Linked DNA regions of Danio rerio: region 2 is linked to region 1. Evidence: chromatin contacts called from public Hi-C data. All regions are on one chromosome and are shown on one strand. Each heading gives the region's core, a stretch centred on a gene start, on an enhancer-like site or on the middle of the called end of the contact. The rest is flanking DNA. Distances are from core to core; before and after follow the strand shown. Region 1 holds the start of runx1 (RUNX family transcription factor 1). Region 2 has its middle 39 kb from the start of mir459.

Region 1 (4,751 bases), core at 2,053-4,552:
GGCAACGTCTTCTATTGCTCAGTAGTTTTCTATGCAAAATAATTAGTTCTAGTAAAATGAACGACGTATTCAACATTATTATCCTACTTATTATTATATTACAACACTATTTTTGTACTTTTAATGCAATTTTTAATCACATTAGGTCAGAAAACCTACTCAATTGTAGTAAAAGCTAGTAAAAGCTTACATGTTACATCTATATTTTAATAGAGAGTTCCAGTGCTGACATAAGATTAAGTTAGGCATCAATGTCTCGCATTGCTCAGCAGTTTTCTACATATTCAGCATTATTATCTTACAATTTCAATGCAGTTTTACATTAAACTGGGCCAGAAAGCACCATTCAATCATAGTAAAATCCCAGCAGTGCTCTCCTTTTACAAGCTTTATTATTTCATTCACTTCACATCACTCTTTTAGCAGTATTGTCACTACTTCTCATGCTTAGCTATGCTCACAGCATGCTTTGGTTGTAGGAATCAGTTTTGCTCATGCACTGCTTTTTAAAGGATAGTTTAACACTGCTGTTACCACGGTGGAGGACTTCCGTGCAGAGAAAAAAACAGGCAAAAGGAGCGTCAGACATCGCAGCGGCCCGCGGTTATTCGGCCAACCACAATCGATGCCACATGAGTGCGGTTAAAACCCGTCTCCAAAACCTGCGCTCCCTCCAAACACACAGCCCAATATAAACACAACCACTACATCAGGCTAAAACTGGAGTTTGTTGATGGCTGGTTGGTGTGAGAGAGATGAGGTGTGGAAAAGCGGCAGACGTGCATTTGCAGAAATTCAGGAGCAACAGAAATATCACAACTATAATAATCACTCTTTTCAGGTGTGGCTGGAGAAAATCCTTTTGTTTAATTATTATTTGTATGACTGTTGGTTGTTTTTCTCTCTTGTTTAAATGTCTAATTGCCAAAAGGTTTATGATTGTAAATAAAAAAGTGTATCTACAAGTGAATGTCTGCTAAATTGTCTAATATTAAAAACATTTACACTAAAAATCACTATTTTAGGAGAACACATTGTAAATAAATGGTGGGTTCAACACAAATAATTCAATTTGCTCTATTAAGTTAATTAATTTTTTATTTAATTTGTTTTTTTTTAATACATTGACTCAGCTTTTTTTTGTTTATTGACATTATTATTATTATTATATATTGACCAAAAATTTCCTAAGCTAATTTTTTAATTGAATTTATTTACTTATTTATTTAATTTCATTTCTTGGAACTTGATCTTGCCAACTTTTTTGTTTATTGACATTATCATTATCATCATTTTGTTATTTTTCTGGCATTTTTATTATTACCCTATATATTTAGTGTATATTTTTTACATTTTTTTTTTTTTTTTACAAATTTAAGTGGAATAAACAAAATAATTACCCCCCCCCCCCCCAAAACAAAAAAAATCAAGAATTGTGTTGCTTTAACTCATTTTAAATAAGTAGTCTGAACAAACGGCAGACTCAATTGAGTGCACAAAGACTTGAATAATAAAATAAAAAAATAGCTTATATAAAAAATAAGAATAATGTTAATTAACAAAACAGTTGACATAAGTTCAAGCTGCAAGAAATAGAAAAAACAGATAATTATTAAATATTAAATATACATACCACTTTAAATTATATATATATATATATATATATATATATATATATATATATATATATATATATACATACACAACATATATATATATATATATATATATATATATATATATATATATATATATATATATATATATATAAATAAACACACACACATCTGTCCCAAAATCTGATGTTTTATTTTAAGTGTCTTACTAATAATCACTTCAGCTACGTGTTTATTTAATGTACAAACTACTTCACATGTAATATAATATTTGCATTACAGAATGTTCTTTTGACCCGAATAAAACCAGTTTCTATAAAAAGGTTGAAATGTAATAGCCTATTGTATTTACGAAAATAAATAAATAAATAAAATTGATGAAAATATCATCTTTCATCCCAGTTCTTTTTCATGGTTTTCTTTTGTCGTGACAAGGCATTTTGTTTACACCATCCACACTGACCAAAATTCTTAAAAAAATATAATTAAATATCAGATGTTTATATTATACACATTATATATATATATATTTCTTTTTTTCCCCTCAAATTTTAAGACAGTTTGAGATTATTTTGGTATTTTTAGTTTAGTTTTTAGTTATTCTTGAGGTCTTTTAGGGTTTGTAGATATATATAAAAAACTCACCAACAGTAATAAAAAATCACTTTAATTTCAGGAATTTGATTAAGTTTATCATGGAAAATATATACCTACATAAAAAAATAATAAAATAATATACTTTTTTGTACTTTCATTATTTTATTTTGTAGTTTTCATTAATCTGCATTTTCTGAATAACACATTATATCTCTCCATCAGTTTCCATTGTATTACTCTTTTTAGTTAGTTAATGCATTTATTAATTCAATTTCCTCATTTCCAATTTTACTGCAATACTATTTTTGAACTACTTTCTTGATCAATTTGCATTTCATATTCTGGCATTTTCTGTGCAGTTCAATAACAGGCAAACAGAACTACACTTTTTAATGTACAAATCATGGCATCATTAATAAGGTTGAGGTTACAGGTTTTATTCTCTACACAGTTCAATAATAAGCAAACAATACTAAACTTAAACTGACTTTTTTACGTAAACAGTTTTTTGATGAACATGAATGTCACATTACCATCAATATAAAGGTAGAGGTTACAGGTTTAATTATTTCTGCAGTTTAATCATACGCAAACAGAACTGATTTCAGCTTTTGACGTCGCATTATTAGGGTTGAGGTTACAGGTTTTCGTGATTAGTAACTGTAATAAACATTCAGACGTGATGAAACATGACGCGTAAAAATAGCCCCGTGAACGCGCGAGTGACTGTCCCGATCTGAGAAGCGCTCTTACCGTATTTGGCGTCCCAAAGAAAAACCATTTGGTATGTTTTTGTCTCCGTGAGTTTCGGGATGGGGATCCACAGCTCTTAACAACCCTGCTGTTCGGTGTGAAGTGGGCTGAACTCAGATCAGTTTTTACGCAGATGCTGTTCCTCTTTCAGCAGAAATCATCATCGGCCACGCGCGTATCCTTTAGAAAGTTAGAGCGCGCACCTGACGCAAACACTTTCGCTTTCTTTAACTGACTACAAAAGTACTAGCTGGGTTAAAAAAACTAAAAAAGAAGGACCAGTGAGAGAAAGTGCTGTTCCTGGATCAGATGATGCGCTGTGAATGAATCTCCGGCAGCGACGCGCTTTTACTGGCAATGGGCAGCGCAGGAACGCCAGCCAGGACAGCCAATTTGCATACGCCAAACCCCTGGAGCGCTATCATTGGATAGCGATGACAGACCTCGATGGGCTCGACCAATCAGAGGTCAGACCGAATTGGGGGGGAGAAATGGGTCTAAGCAGTCAATGGAATTCCTCGCGCGTGGTTGTTGCTAGAAGGGATACAGCTGCGGCTTGAAGTAAACGGGAATTATTTATCGAATAAATGAACTCAGCCATCCCAGTAATGTAAAACCAGCAATTATACCGAGTATTATTATTAAATTACCCATTAAATTGCATTTTATTAACGTCCAAACCAGCTCAGTAATGTAAAAACAGTGATTATTACAAAGTAATATTCCTATTATTTATTAAAATATAATTTAAAAGTATTTTATTAACGTCTTCACCAACCCCAGCCATCACAGTAATGTAAACCAGTAATTAAACAGAGTATTATTGGTGTTTTTCATCAAATTACCCATTAAATTGTATTTTATTAATGTCTACCTCTTCCCCAACCCTAACAGTAATGTAAAAACATAATTATACAGAGAATTATTTATATTATATATTAAATTACCAATTATTTTTTAATTAATAATGTCTACCTCTACTCTAACCCTCACAGTAATGTAAAAATAATAATTATTATAGTAAAGTGTCACTAAAATTAAGGTTTGCTGATGTTGATGAACAGCTGTATTCCTTCTAGATTTCTTCAGTCACTGTTTAATTTACGGCCAAACCTTTCAGAAATAAAGTAAATACACCAAATATTCTTAAAGTATAATCATTATTAATTATTTATGTTTATCATCTTTATTCAATTTGTGTATATTTAAAGTATTATCATATAAACATGTTTGGAAACAGTGTGCAGGATTGTGTTTGCTAATAGCTGATTGTTTTGTACCAGCAGATTTTGTTTTGTATTTTTTTATCAGAAGGAACATGATATCAGCAGAACAAGCAGAAAAGCTTCAAAACGCCAGCCTGTTCGTCTCACTGACGCAATGCTGATCATTCAAACCACAGTTCAGTAAACTAATATATATATATACACATATTATTAATAAAATAAGATAATAATAAAACTACCAGAAAACTATGAAAATATTATAACAGTGACGATCATAAACAAAAAAGTTGACACAATATCAAGTTCCAAGAAATCAAAATAAATAAATTAATTAAATAGAAATTTGTCTAATGGAATAATAAATAAAAATAATAAATTATAATATTAATAAATAAAATAAATAAATAATAATAATATAATAAAAACAATATTACTAATAAATAAATTAATTCATTTATTTTCTTTTCAACTTAGTCTCTTCATTAATCTGGGGTCGCCACAGCGGAATGAACCGCCTACTTATCCAGCACATTTTTACGCAGCGGATGCCCTTCCAGCC
Region 2 (5,266 bases), core at 2,413-4,912, 140 kb after region 1:
TGTTTACACTCTCAGCATATGCCGTATCTTTGATGGCGGGGTGAAAGGGCTCAAATGGAAAGCATGTGTTACTCATTCTCACTGCTCCACTCCACTGAGAGCTTCTGGGAAACATGAGGATTTCGAGATAATATTTGCTTGCCTTCTGCTCCTCGGCGGTTTGCAGAACGCAACGCTGCATCCTACCGCACGTTCATAAAAATCTGCTGCAATCTGTAGTCATTATCAAATCATTCGGTCGAAATATTGCTGGAAATCATCTCAAAGGCTTGAAATGAGTTTGTTTTGTGATTCTTGCCCAGGTTTGTCTCTCCACTAAGGTGCATGGAGACAGTTATGGAATTACTTCTGGTCCCTGCATGGGCCAAATATTAAATCGCAGAGTAACATTAAAGCATAAACGTGTGCATTTGAGCATTGTAATGACAGACTGACAAGAAGAGTATTGGCTGTCAGAACATCTCAATCTCAAGGTAAAATACATACAAACCGGCTGTCAGCAGTAATACTACTGTAATTCCCCTCTATGATGATACGTGCAGTGTGGTTAGTACAGACTAGCCCTCTTTAAACAACCACTAAAAGTGTTTAAAAGCCCACATGAGCAATTCCAGCGTTAATGATGAGACATTTGCAACTTCACACAGAAAGTATGTGTTAACTTTATATTAAAACAACTAACCAGAGTTATGAGATCAGAAAATTATCAATATGTGCACATTCTTTATATAGTTTAAAGCTGCTGTTAGTATGTTTTTGACTCCTGTAAAGCATAAAAATACCTCAATATGCTTGCTGATATTTAAGAAACATGCCAAGTTAAAGTTGTTTGTCTGAAAAACTACACTGAAATCAGATATTCTGCTTTGAACATGTGTTTTCTGTGCCGGAATGCTGTCTTGTTTATGGTTTTTTTTACCCGACCACTGCCAGTTTACCCAATTATATTTCAGCAACCCGGGTCCTTGTTGGAAAACAGCATATTTCATTCAATCAGTCAGAAAAAAAATCTCAAATCACGCGCCTGTCACCGAAATGCGACCTCCGGTGGGCAGTAGCAGACTCTGAAATGAGACACAGATTCAGAGTTCCACATGAGGTTATTAATTAGCAAATAGATATTATGAACGTAAACATTAGGTGAGCAGGTTGCATTGTAACCCCGTGTCCTAACAACACGCTACAGACAAAAACACGACAGAAATTTAAATACAACCATTCAAAAGCACAGAATATGCACTCACTCACGAAATGGTACGGTTCTATCTGCCGCTCCCCTCAGTAGTATGGTAATAAAACGGCATTCAAACTCATATTATTAGGATTTAACATTGAATAAAGCACATGAGCTGTATATGGATGGGTATCGTTAAGCTTTTAACGGTATTACTACTTTTATCGATACCACTTATCGGTTCGGTACTTTTAACGATTCTCTTGTCGGTAGTGTTTCTTATGAAAAAACTGTAACAGAATTAACAACACTTTATTAAATTATTACCTTTTAATGTAAAATAAAACTAAACTAATAATTGTAATTGTAATTGTTAAAGAATGTACAATGGTTTAAAGAAAAGGTTTTTAACCAATCTGGGCGGGTCAATCGGTAAAATTGGTTGGATTCAGGGAAGGAGGAGGGTGGGTTTACGCTAGAACTGCGCTCTCTTTTTTTTTTTTATTATTTATTTATTGCAGAACAAAGCCAGCATACATAGCTAGCAACAACTATATACAAGCCAGGGTTTGCATTAAATAAAAATACATAAAGAAATTACAAATAATAATAATAATAAAATAAAGACATTACAATAATAAATGAATAACAATACACAGAAAAAAAAAGAGAAAAAAACTCTGGGGTGAGAATTAACTAGTTATTATATAAGAAATTTTCTCAATAAAATCGGACCATACTTTGATTGTATGGGGTTTAGCTCTGTTAATTCTTGCAGTGGAACGTTCTAACAGTGCAATATTTTTTAGTTCAATAAGCCACATTTTATTCGCTGGAAATGAGGGTTCATGCCATATTTTAAATATAACTTTCTTGGCTGCAGTTAGTGCAATATGAAATATCCTGCGTTGGGAATTGTTTAGGTTTAGATCATAATCATCATTCAATAAACAGATATTAGGGTATTTGGGAATGAACATCTCACACAATTCTGAAGTAGTTTGAAATACCTTATCCCAAAATGTACTGATAACTGGACATTCAAAAAACATATGCATATATGAGAACTGCGCGCTCTCGAGAGACATTTGAGATGTAAAAAAGCACGCACAGCGGCTTCTTGCGAATTCGCGAAAACAAAAACTGCAAAAATACGTACCTTCCGGGACGTATTTCGCGGTCTACAGAAACGTCCACGGGACTACGTTTTCGAAATGAGCCTGGGTTAGTTTGTTTTGATCCAAGAATGCAATACCTAGTTCAACCACTGGGTGTCAAACTTGCATACTGCACCTTTAAATGAGGAAAAGAAAGATGAGATATGGATGTCACTCTGTAGAAATAGTGAATTAAACTGCACAACCCAAAAGCAATGCTAATCAAAAGGATAAGAGTCGGCTCTCTACAGAACTAATATGATTCATTTAATTTGACTTGACGTTTTTGCATTTATGAAGATAAAGCTTCATTATGGATGTGACATCTCTCAGTTATGGATAGATCTCTCCATTATGGATAGGACCAATGTGAAATTGCCACTTGTGTGACTTTAATAAATCAAATATACTTATTTTTTCATGGCGAGGTGGACATTTGCATGGAATTGCTCACATAAAGAACATTTAGTTCACTGTAAATAATCTCAAAGATCAAAACACAGTGCAATAACTGTATATCCATCAGCCTATTGTCTCTCGACACAAGACTTTCTGCATCTGCTTTGGTAAAAACGCTCCTGCTGCATCAGGTTGTGTTGACTCATTAGATTGAGGTTTGTGGTTTGACCTTTCTAGCTTCATGTCAATCCAGTTTGGCTTCAGCTGTAAGTTTGAAAAGCCAAGCAACGCCACATCTGACCACATGTCTTCTGCTCACAAAGACCAAGATCATTTATAGGGTGATTAAGTCACACATGATCCTTCGGAAATCATCTAATATGCTGATTTGATGATCAATAATGCTGAAAACTATTCATATTTTTGTATATATTTATATATAATAAGCTTTGTGGAACATGGCAACACTTTTAAATAAGGGTCCATTAGTCAATGCATTTACTAACATGAACAAACTAGTAATGCAATTAGTAAGACAATTATTACAGTATTTATTCATCTGTGTAAACATTAGTTAAGTTAATAAAGTTAGTTCATTTGAATGCGCTGTGCAATAACTAAAGTTAACATGCACAACTTTAGATTTTTAATAATGCATTAGTTGATGTTAAACTATAATAATTAAATGCTTTACAAGATTATTCATGCTTAGTTAATGTTAATAAATACATTAACTAATGGACCATTATTCTAAAGTGTTCCCTGTAGCTTTTAATTAACCACATTACCCAAGGTACAATATGTGCACATGCCACTGTGGTAAAAGAAGCTGCTGTCTCTCCTTGATAATGTTATCCTATAGGATGTGTGTCAATCGACTCTATTTTAAAAGATATGGATGGATAACTTTCGAAACTTGCGGCTGTTGTCAGAGAGGTCACGCAGGACGCTCTGGCCTGATAATGAGGGGTCTGAATGAGGAACTGTGTAAAGTAAGGGGCCGGCTGAGGTCTGATCTTCCCTATTTCTGAACCGTAAAGCGGAACGCACAAATACAGGAATTTACAACATTCATATTGCAATAACACAGTAATATAAAAAGCAAATCCTCCTATATTTACAAATAAAAATGTGTTATAGGTGATTCTCACAAAGTCTGAACATAAAACAACTTTTAGAACAACCAAATTTATAGAATTTAAGTTTTATTTTGTATTTATAATTTTTTAATTATTATTTTTAAGGCACTTTGGTCAATTGTTTGGATAAACGAATGAAGACAAATAAACTGACTAAATAATAACAAACAAAATTTTAACAACATTTATTTTGTTCCACTGAACAAACTGATCATATGAATGTTTATGACACAATTATAATGGTCTAATGAAGATCATGTTTATAACAGATTTATGACAAGTTGTATGATCTTGGTAATGTCAAGTTCATTTATTCATTTTCCTTCAGCTTAGTCCCTTATTTATTAGGGCTTGCCACAGCAGAATGAACCACCAAAGATTCCAGCAGATGCCCTTCCAGCCAGAACCCAGTACTGGAAAACACCCATACACACTCATACACACACACACACTGTTACACTATGGCCAATTTTAGTCCAACAATTTCCCTTTAGTGCATGAATTTGGACTGTATAGGGGAAACCGAAGCACCTGGAGGAAACCCACACCAACACGGGGAGAACATGCAAACTCCACACAGAAATGTCAACTGGTCGAGCCAGGACTCGAACCAGCAACCTTCTTGCTATGAGGCAAAAGTGCTAACCAGACATCTAAAACAATGTCATTACTGAATTTAAAATGACAAAAACTGAGCAAATGAGTCATAAGCATGCATACAATCTCATTCATGTTCATCAGGTGTTATGTCATAATCATAAAGGTGTCACGGCAGATCTATGAACACCCCGTTAACTGTGAATTTGATAGTATTTCATCAAAATACCTATGTTTCTATGCATTAATTAATTTGTTTGTATATGTATTTGGTTATTTAAATTTTATTCATGTATTTATTTGTATCATGTCAAGATTGAAATACATATGCATGTATGCATTTTTACATTTTTATTTATGCATCATGCATTTGTTTTATTTCTATGTACTTATTTGATTGCATATGTTTTATGTATTTATTTGTTTTCATTTTATTTATTCATTTGAACATTTATTTATGTATTTATTTATTTGTTTGTTTATTAATGTATTTATTTATTTGCATTTTATTTATGCATGTATGCATTTATTTATCATTTATCTATTTGTTTGTTCATTTTTTGGGTCATGTCTTGATTATAAAGGTGTCATGAAGGATTTTTGAACAACCTGGAAAAGTTTTTGTTTTATTTGCATGCACTTGTTTTATTGCATATGTTTAAGTTTTATTTGTTTCCATTGTATTTATTTATTTAATCATTTCTTTGTGTATTTATTTAATTTTTTATTTATTTGTTTGTTTATGTATTTATTTACATTTATTAATGCATGTATGTATTTATTTATTGTGTCATATCATG

Evidence for each region. Hi-C and Micro-C count contacts between places; a contact is called where the count stands out from the background.
Region 2: a contact with region 1 is called in a Hi-C map of an unstated tissue, with 4 times the contacts expected there. The contact joins the enhancer-like site here to the promoter of runx1 in region 1. A contact is called at or near these places in 2 of 18 Hi-C or Micro-C datasets (caudal fin and an unstated tissue) and 1 of 4 datasets of contacts at active chromatin or transcription factors (caudal fin).

The regions. Positions count from the first base shown.
Region 1 is chr1:2,083,538-2,088,288 of GRCz12tu, forward strand. It overlaps runx1 (RUNX family transcription factor 1), which reads right to left and starts at 3,303. Exons shown (of 7, transcript NM_131603.3): 1 at 2,967-3,303. The coding sequence starts at 2,994.
Region 2 is chr1:2,218,604-2,223,869 of GRCz12tu, forward strand. It overlaps a transcript of runx1 not described here. Among named protein-coding and RNA genes, the nearest start is that of mir459, 39 kb to the right of the region's middle. Within about 2 kb of position 3,663, at least 4 of the 62 cell types and tissues checked have an H3K27ac peak or open chromatin away from gene starts, as enhancers often do.